Regions from separate parts of the Nothobranchius furzeri genome. Here region 2 is linked to region 1. A link is a contact called in public Micro-C data. All regions are on one chromosome and are shown on one strand. The core of a region is the stretch at or near the end of the contact, and the rest is flanking DNA. Distances in the headings are between cores, read along the strand shown. Region 1 holds the start of LOC107383601 (epidermal growth factor receptor substrate 15-like 1). Region 2 overlaps ap1m1 (adaptor related protein complex 1 subunit mu 1).

What was found. Hi-C and Micro-C count contacts between places; a contact is called where the count stands out from the background.
Region 2: a Micro-C map of tail fin shows a contact between it and region 1, with 4 times the contacts expected there. The contact joins the enhancer-like site here to the promoter of LOC107383601 in region 1. A contact is called at or near these places in 2 of 2 Hi-C or Micro-C datasets (skeletal muscle and tail fin).

The regions. Positions count from the first base shown.
Region 1 is chr11:45,447,539-45,451,803 of NfurGRZ-RIMD1, forward strand. It overlaps LOC107383601 (epidermal growth factor receptor substrate 15-like 1), which reads left to right and starts at 2,090. Exons shown (of 24, transcript XM_054742064.2): 1 at 2,090-2,206; 2 at 2,672-2,713; 3 at 2,835-2,924; 4 at 3,021-3,068; 5 at 3,162-3,257; 6 at 3,434-3,499; 7 at 3,593-3,718; 8 at 3,802-3,861; 9 at 3,964-4,265. The coding sequence starts at 2,180. calr3b (calreticulin 3b) reads left to right here. Exons shown (of 9, transcript XM_015956358.3): 7 at 15-158; 8 at 245-337; 9 at 447-999. The coding sequence ends at 656.
Region 2 is chr11:45,551,179-45,555,443 of NfurGRZ-RIMD1, forward strand. ap1m1 (adaptor related protein complex 1 subunit mu 1) reads right to left here. Exons shown (of 12, transcript XM_015956360.3): 8 at 2,736-2,807; 9 at 2,257-2,415; 10 at 1,947-2,072. Among protein-coding and RNA genes, the nearest start is that of ap1m1, 7.6 kb to the right of the region's middle. Within about 2 kb of position 2,458, at least 1 of the 3 cell types and tissues checked has an H3K27ac peak or open chromatin away from gene starts, as enhancers often do. A contact at or near this core is called in tail fin, where this site is marked.

The DNA of each region.
Region 1 (4,265 bases), core at 840-3,339:
CTCTTGTGTTGCAGGGAGAATGGAAACCGAAACAGATTGACAACCCCAACTACAAAGGAGTTTGGGTGCATCCTGAAATTGACAATCCTGAATACAGTCCTGATTCTAATATCTACAAGTTTGACAACATTGGTGTGCTAGGTCTTGATCTTTGGCAGGTGAGAGATTAATCTGAAAGTATCTTGTTTATTCTTAAAGTAGAAGTAAAGAGGCAAAGATGGTAACTTTTAAAACTGTTTCTCAGGTGAAATCTGGCACCATTTTTGACAACTTCCTGATATGCGATGATGTGAAGGAAGCAGAAGCAATTGGAAAGGAGACATGGGGTGTGACAAAGGTATGTTGGAATTAGTTATGCCTGGAACTGATGAGCAAATGTGTAAAGCTTGTCTTCAGTGAGTGGAACTCGGTGCACGCAAAACTGTAACTGTCAACTTTCTCCACAGGAACCAGAGAAGAAAATGAAACAAGAACAGGATGATGCTAAACGAAAAGAGGAAGAGGCAAAAGTAAAAGAACAAGAAACTAATGAAGAGGGGGAGGAGGAGGAAGAGGAGGAGGAGGAGGAGGAAGAAGAAGAAGAAACAAAGGATGAGATGGAAGAAGCACTTTCAGACACAGAAGATGAAGAATCAGTACCTAAAGATGAGCTTTGAGGAGGGGGGGAAATGTAGTGAGAAAATATTTTATTATGTCCCTTCCACAGAAACTGTCCTGTAACTCTCAGGGGTATTGTGGCTGCTGTGCATCCTTTCCCAGAGATACAGGCAACCTGGCTTTGGAGTCTAATGTAGAAAATTGGGTTGAATGGGTATTAATGGACTTGATGTTGGGTTTTTTTTTTGTCACATTACCCTTACTGAATTGGTACTGTGGGTTGTCTATCATTCTGTGGCTTGACCACCAATCTCTTGTTTTGAAATTGTTACATTTTGTCACAAATCAGATTCAAGCTCTACCTGTGAAATTAATATTAAATAAACAGGGTCAGAAAATGGGCACATTGGTATTGTAATTTATTTTTGGATGTTTCTTTTGCACTGACATCAACTTGAATTACTTTTTCTTGATGGCATATTTGAATGAAACATTACAATATAAAAAGGCCTAAAGCTAGTAAATGTTTAAAATTGTCATTGAAATTTAATTCAACATGACTTATTGTGCTCACAGCTGCAGTACATTCTGATGAAAGTTTTTTTGATGTGTCACTCTTGCAAGAGTTGCACACATTTTTACCCATCAGAATGTTTTTGATGCCAAAGTTTTAATTAAAAGATTATTACTGTACGGTCTGATTACTATAGTTTGTTTAGCATACAAATGGTAAATATATTTAGTTACTAGTTTGTATGAAAAAGCTGTGAGATGCTCAAAATGTCAATGCATGATTGTAAAAATACTAGGTTAGCACATACAGAAACAGATGACAGACCCCTTGCTTTTGATTTTTGGTAATCAAGAATTGGATAATTTCCATCATATCTCCTTTCTATTCTGAGCAATGCATAATTGTAATAAATTAGTACATAATTATATCAAGGTGTTTCCTTTAAATTTGAAGATTGTTTATTCAATCAAAAATGGGTACTTCAACCAAAAAACTGCAATTAAAAAAGTTGTAACCAAAGAAACCCCAAACTTACCATAAAATTTTTTCTTTTAAAAATAGACGTACTGATTAAATCAATAATTTAAATTTCGTTTAATCGAAAAGTATTTCTTTAAAAAAAAGGACATTTTGAAACCGGAAGTTTCGAGAGACAATTTTATTTTGAAAACCGGAAATTTTTTTGAGCATCATACTTTCGTTTCTGTATATAGTACACTTCGTGTTTTGTAAGTAAAATACTTTGTTTCTGATTAGCCATCGTGTTTAGCAAAAATCAAATTCATATAAATTTAAGAAAATAAATTCAACAAAAGTATTACTTTATTATCTCCACATGTTACGGCCATCTTAAACTGCCCTAAGAATGAGGACGAACTACATAAATGGTGTTGAACGAATAAAAACATGCTAAGCCGCAAAGATAAATTCTACTAATATATTTGCGTTAAAGCACCGCAAAAAGGGCATACGGGCAAGACGCATTCTTTCTCCCGCGCGTGCCTGTGTGAACCAGGCTTTACCTTCAGGGGCGTGAGCGTTGTGCGCGTACTCAAGACACCAGGAAAGATGGCGGCGCTCATGACCCTCAGTCAGGTAACAACGACCAAAATACCAAAAAAAAACTCTGAAAATGTCCATTTTGTCATTGTTAAACGACCGTGACATTGTTTTTGCGCGGTTACGACTTCACCACGCTATAAACCGCGAGGAACATTAGCCAGAAAAAAACGTTCTAGAAAGTTTTCGTTGTCTTCCGAGTAAACATTGTCAGCTAGGTTCATCGACATAATATACGGGCTAGGTTGATGACTAAGTTTTACGTTTGAATGGCAAAGAAAAACGAACTGACAGTTTATTACTTTATTTTTAAATAACCTAATTTAAGTAAAAATTGACTAAGTTTAGGACGAATTAAGTTATGTACATTCGATTAGCTGTTGGAACTATAAGTTGTTTTCTTTGTGATAGACAATCTACTAACCTAATTAGCCATGTTTGTCTCTAACAATTGGTCCTTTTTATAATTGTATTCATTTATTTTTTTTGTCTTCTGTCCAGTTATCAGGTGGAAATGCAGTTTTTGAAAGCTATTACAGACAGGTAAGCTTGGTGTTGCCATTTATATTCTTTAATATAATTATTTTGGTGTATCAGGTGAACTGAGCATTATCATTCATGTAACATCAAATAATGAGAGCACTTATTGTTTTCATTATCTTAGCTTGATCCAAGAAACACAGGAAAAATATCAGCTGGCGATGCAGCTCAGTTTCTTAAGAAGTCTGGGTTGTCAGACAATACTCTTGGAAAGGTGATTCTCAAACTCATCTGCACACTTTTAAACAAAATAATCTCACATTTCCAGTTCACAACATCTAAATTAATTTTGTTTTATTTGCCCTTTCAGATTTGGGATTTGGCAGATTCTGATAGAAAAGGCTACTTGGATAAACGGGTAAAGGCGGTTTCTTTGTGGTTGTTGTAGATGGAAGATGCTGATGTTTGCACAAAACCTTAGATTTGTTTTGTTTTTCTCCCTGTTTCCTAGGGGTTCTTCATTGCCCTGAGACTTGTAGCATCAGCACAAGGTGGAAATGATATCAGTCTTAACAACCTCAACCAAACTGCAGCTGCACCAAAATTTGTAAGTGTTTAAACTGACCTCCCTGGCAACTGTTAAGACTTTGATTTGATTTGTTGCAGATATAACGCATGAAATCAAACATTTAGTATCTCAAAACTGATAGTTACAGAAATACATGGTGTCCAGCATTTTTTTTATTCTGGTAATGAGATTCTGTCTACTGTTTACTTTTGCAGAGGGACACTGACAGCCAATTATTAAGTGGGTCAACAACAGCATTTGACTCTCAGTGGGCAATTAGGGTGAGCATGATCAGATTTGTAAAATATTATCTACATTATTCTGATGTTTAATAAAGAATAACTCCTATTTAATATTTTCATCCGCTCTCTCAGCCTGATGAAAAAGGGAAGTTTGAAGGAATATTTGAAAGTTTGTCTCCTGTGAATGGCCTCCTCTCTGGTGAAAAAGTCAGACCAGTTTTGATAAACTCCAAATTACCTCTGGATGTGTTGGGAAAGGTGATTTGCACATTATACAGCACTGTTTTCTGCCACTTGTTTCAAATTTTGTGTATCCATATCTGTATATTATGATTTTGTAGATTTGGGACCTGAGTGATGTAGACAAAGATGGACATTTGGACAAAGAGGAATTCACAGTGGTAAATTGGGATGCTTAGCCTCTTTTAGTCATTTTTTCTGTAGTCCATTAAACACACTGGTGCTATTGCAAATTCTAATGTTCTTTGTTTTTCACTTCGTAGGCATTGCATCTCGTGTATCGAGCCATGGAAAAAGAGCCCGTCCCAAGTAGTTTGCCTCCATCTCTTATCCCACCTTCTAAAAGGAAAAAATCTGCAAATGCGCTACCAGGTGCTGTGGCTGTGCTGCCTGCTTTGTCTGGTCTTACATCTGGTCTGGCTCCTCTCAAAGACACCCTGAGAAGCACTCCCACTCTTGGAGGCACCGCTTCTCCTCTTGGGAGAACTGCATCTCCTGTGGGCAGTAGCTCTTCTTCTCTGGGGTCCATTACTTCCCACACACCCAGTCCCACCAACCTATCCCC
Region 2 (4,265 bases), core at 1,208-3,707, 100 kb after region 1:
GCACTGCCCTACACTTAGTGGTGGAGTTAAGAGAAACTTTCTCATGCTTTGATATTTACATGCATCTAATTAAACTTCACAGCCTCTTCTCACACGTAGATAGTGGCTGCATTAGAGTCTGAGAGCCAGGCTGCTGCAGCCCTGTAATAAGGGACAGGTTACACACTTGACACGGGAGTTGGATGGGAATATGGTGGTGCAGCATCACTGATGACATGGGAAGTTTTGTTATAATGAAGTAGATTTAAAGCTTCTGACTGCTTATTTTTAGGTTTTACATGCATTTAGTGAGTTTAAACTCCTACAATTCAATGCTATATTTATAATAAAGGCAACATCTGCATGCAACTTTTTCTGCTCACTTCATTTCTAATTTTCAGGTAAAGCTGATGACAAAAGTTCAAGCAAATAAAAGGAAACCACCCGCCTCGTTCTCATCGCTGCGGTGAAAACACTTGGAGGGTGTGTCCAGATTGAACCGAACAGGATAACCACTGGTGTTTGAATACAAGTCATCAAGGTTTGCAGAAAACCACAAAAAGAGGATCCATCACCAAAACACAGATGAGCACGTGAGAACTAAATCAACAGAGACCGCACGGCCGGCGTAGGTCGTGACTTGGCAAACCCTTAAAACATATAAAAGATGTTTTTTAGACCATTAAACCCAGAATGAATGTTTTTAAAATGATCATTCTGTGTCATTTTAAACAGCATCTAAACGTTTTTTAGGCTAGAGTTTCAACATTAGAAAATCTTTTATTGAATAATGAAGCTATACAGTTGCACTTTTTCAAACATATTCCTTTTATGTTTTTACAACCAAAAAAAGCAAAAAATAAAAAGATTATTTCTTTGACTGACAAATCGAGTTGGGAAAATCTTAAAAATCTAAAACCAGCGCCCTGGTTACAAGTCGGTTAACTTTAATTTGAGCTCGTTTCCGAGTGGGCTGCATAATGTCTCTACAACTTCATAAAGTCCTACTGATGATGATAGGAAATGTTGGGAAGCTGGAAATCGTGACGGCGTGTAAACGTTATGGCATAAAGGGAGATTAGAGCCTCCGGCTGTAAATTGTAGAGTTTATTCTCAAAATACATCACCAGTTAATGAAAAACACAGAATTGAGAATATTATTTAGAAAAACTGTGGAAAAACTTTAATCATATATTATAATGCATCAAGTTCTGGCAAAAAAAAAAAAAACACTTTAAAATGAAGTTAACCTTGTTTCCACTCAACAAGACATGGTGAAACTTAATTTTGTGTTGTTGCGCTACACATATAATCACAGTTGTCCTGTGATTATACGGTAAACGTAACACGTGTGTGTTAGTCTGTGGTCAGTGTGAGGGAAACATGAAATATAAACATTAGTCTCATTCTCTCGCTCTCTCAACAGCATGGAAATTACAATCAGACTCCAATTAATCTGCTAACCTGGTGCTAGCAGTGACGTTTTCTATCACTGTAATCAGGATCAAAACAGAGGGTCAAGTTCATGTTGATGAGCACTTCTGGCTGGTGCAACATCAGAAATGTGTTTAACCACACAGAGGTTACAAGTGCTCCACGCTGCCCCCGCTGGCCTAAATTAGGTTTCACTTCTCGGACTGGTGAGAGAGAAAAGATGGTGCAATAAAACTAAAATTAGATATTCAGAATAATAATCAAATCCCACCCTGAACTGTTCATGTTTCTAAGTGTCTTTGCCAGCGCTTGGATATGTTTTCAGATGTTTTTATTATTGTTGTAGTGAAAACTCACCTTTACCCCACTTGAAAAGCACTTGGTAGGTTTGTTTGGGAAAAGCGCTCTGCAGCACATTATTCTTATTTTGACTGACTGCGAAGCTTTGGTGAATGTTTTTGAGCCTTTTCTGTTGACGTCTGACATGATCTGTGAAGGATTACTGCCTGACAGGTCATAAGTGTCAAACCTACCTGGATCCCCGAGGTGGTGAAATACGGGATCTCAAACTTGACACTGATTGGTGGTTTCCCCTCTTTGTCTTCGGCCTCCACGCTTGGCAACCCGAAGTGAGCCCGCATCAGATACTCCTTTCCTCCCTGTGACAAATTAAAGCACAAGCATTTTAACTAAGCTTGAAGAGGAATGACAAATAATTTGTAATTTAAGTTAAATCATATGTGCTCCTTGTGCTTTGAGAAAAATCGTGACAATTATTGGGTGAAATACAAAAATAATTTGCATTCATTAGTGTGAAACTCCTGAGTCACGTTTTCTGCTCACAGGAAAGGACTTGATGGACCAGACGATCTCACTGTTCTCAGGCACCCACTTCACGCTGCCCACTGTGGTCTTGAACTTGGGTGAGTCAGCGTCCGTTGGAACAGGAATGTGAATCTCCACGTTGTTGGCGGTGGAGCGCCTCTTGAACTGGCTTTTTGCCTGCCGAGCAAAACAAGCGGGACGAGTTTGACACGCTGTGCAGCCTCAAACAGGTATTCAACCAGGACTAGGATTGTTGCTTCACAAAAGTACAGTGTAATCACGACTGTCCCACTTGACAAGATGATCCACAAGAAAATAAGACTCAAGATCAATGCAGCATGTTTCTGTGCACGTGACCTCACCTCAGGCCAGTTGGAACTGAGCTACCTTTCAGTCTTCTGTTGTTTCAGTATTGTTGACATGAATAATGGAACCGAAACATAACAACGGTTTAGCTAAAAACACAGCAGCTCGTTCCTGCGGAGAAAGTGGCCTACCTTGATCATGTACTCGATCCGGCTGTGAGAGTGCTTCTCAATAACCGATTCAATCCAGATCAGAGGTTTCACCTGTGAGAGGAGAGTAACAGAAAGTTACATTACCTATTCACATCACTTCTTCAAGCTTAAATAACAAGTAGCAGTCGCCACCTAGTGGGTAGATATCATTACTACAACAGAAGACTCAAAGATGATGTTTGATTTTTCACCGCTACCACTGAAAGGGAAAAGGAAACAGTCCATTGTTTATGTTCAGTTTCAGAACATTGTTTTTTTTACTCTTTGTATTTTAGAAAAATGTACAAAACCTCAGGAGTCACCTCGCCTTTCATTGGTCAGTAAATTAAGTAAAAAACTATCTGAATTCCATCTGATCTTCGTTCAGTCAAATAGTTGGATAAAAAAATGTTAATCTAAAAAAATAATAATAATAATAAAAAAAGTAACACAAAAAACCGAGGGGAAAAGGTTTAATTTAAACACCCAAAAAACCTATGTAGTCATCGTTGACATTGATTTTATTATTTGAGGCGATAATTACATTTTATTTAGTTTTACTGTAGTAATTATTATTAGAAGAAGACAATAAAAGAAGATAACAATAGAAGCAGAAGGAAAAACAATAGAAGACATCATTGCAAGAAAAAGACAATAGAAGGAGACATTAAAGGGGCATTATGGAAGTTTGACAGCCAAAACATGTATAGAAATAAAACATTTCTTCTTAATACATTCTCCTGCAATGCCCTGGTCCTGTAGAATGAGTCCTGGCATTTTTACTGTGATTGCCTGTTTTTCTGTAAAATCACAGAAAAAGAGATCTGCTCGGGTCGAGCAGGCTGCTTCATGCGTGTTCACGCTCAGGCATCGCCCATAGCATTTGCTGTCAGTAGCTTTAGCAGCAGAGAGTGAGGTAGTGCCAACTCAGCGACTTTGTCGCTGTTCCTAACGCCTAGTGATGAACCTAGCTACATTTCTGAGGACCCTTAGCTACTTTCTTCTAGATATTTTCTGCAAATTTGCAACAAAATAGCCATTTTCGCTCTGAACCGATCTTTGAACGTTGTTTCAGCTGTCATCAGGAATATAAATATTACAGATACAAAAGACGTCACTGGTGCTATAGCACATCCAGTAAGATGGCGGACTCCCGTGCGGAAGACTCGGGTTCGATTCTGGATGTGATCATAGTTTATTTACAGTTTCTTTTTTACATTAATGGTATATTTTTTTACAGTAAGATGCCCAAATTTTTATTTGAGACTCGCCGAACGGCATTGAATTCACAGATAAAAAAGATGCGGGTTCAACTTTCATTTTGGAACAATTTTTCAAGCAAGGGAAGGGAATGATCTGAGCATGCAGGAGAACTGACCCATCATAAACCTTTGTCGGCTGTGCTGAAGAGAAAGATACAGAACCAAATTATTTAATTAGTAAGCTGCGTGTTCTCCTGTCCTCTGTCCTCCGGGCCACACACACACACACACACACACACACGGGACTGTCTCAGCTGTTATTTTTGTT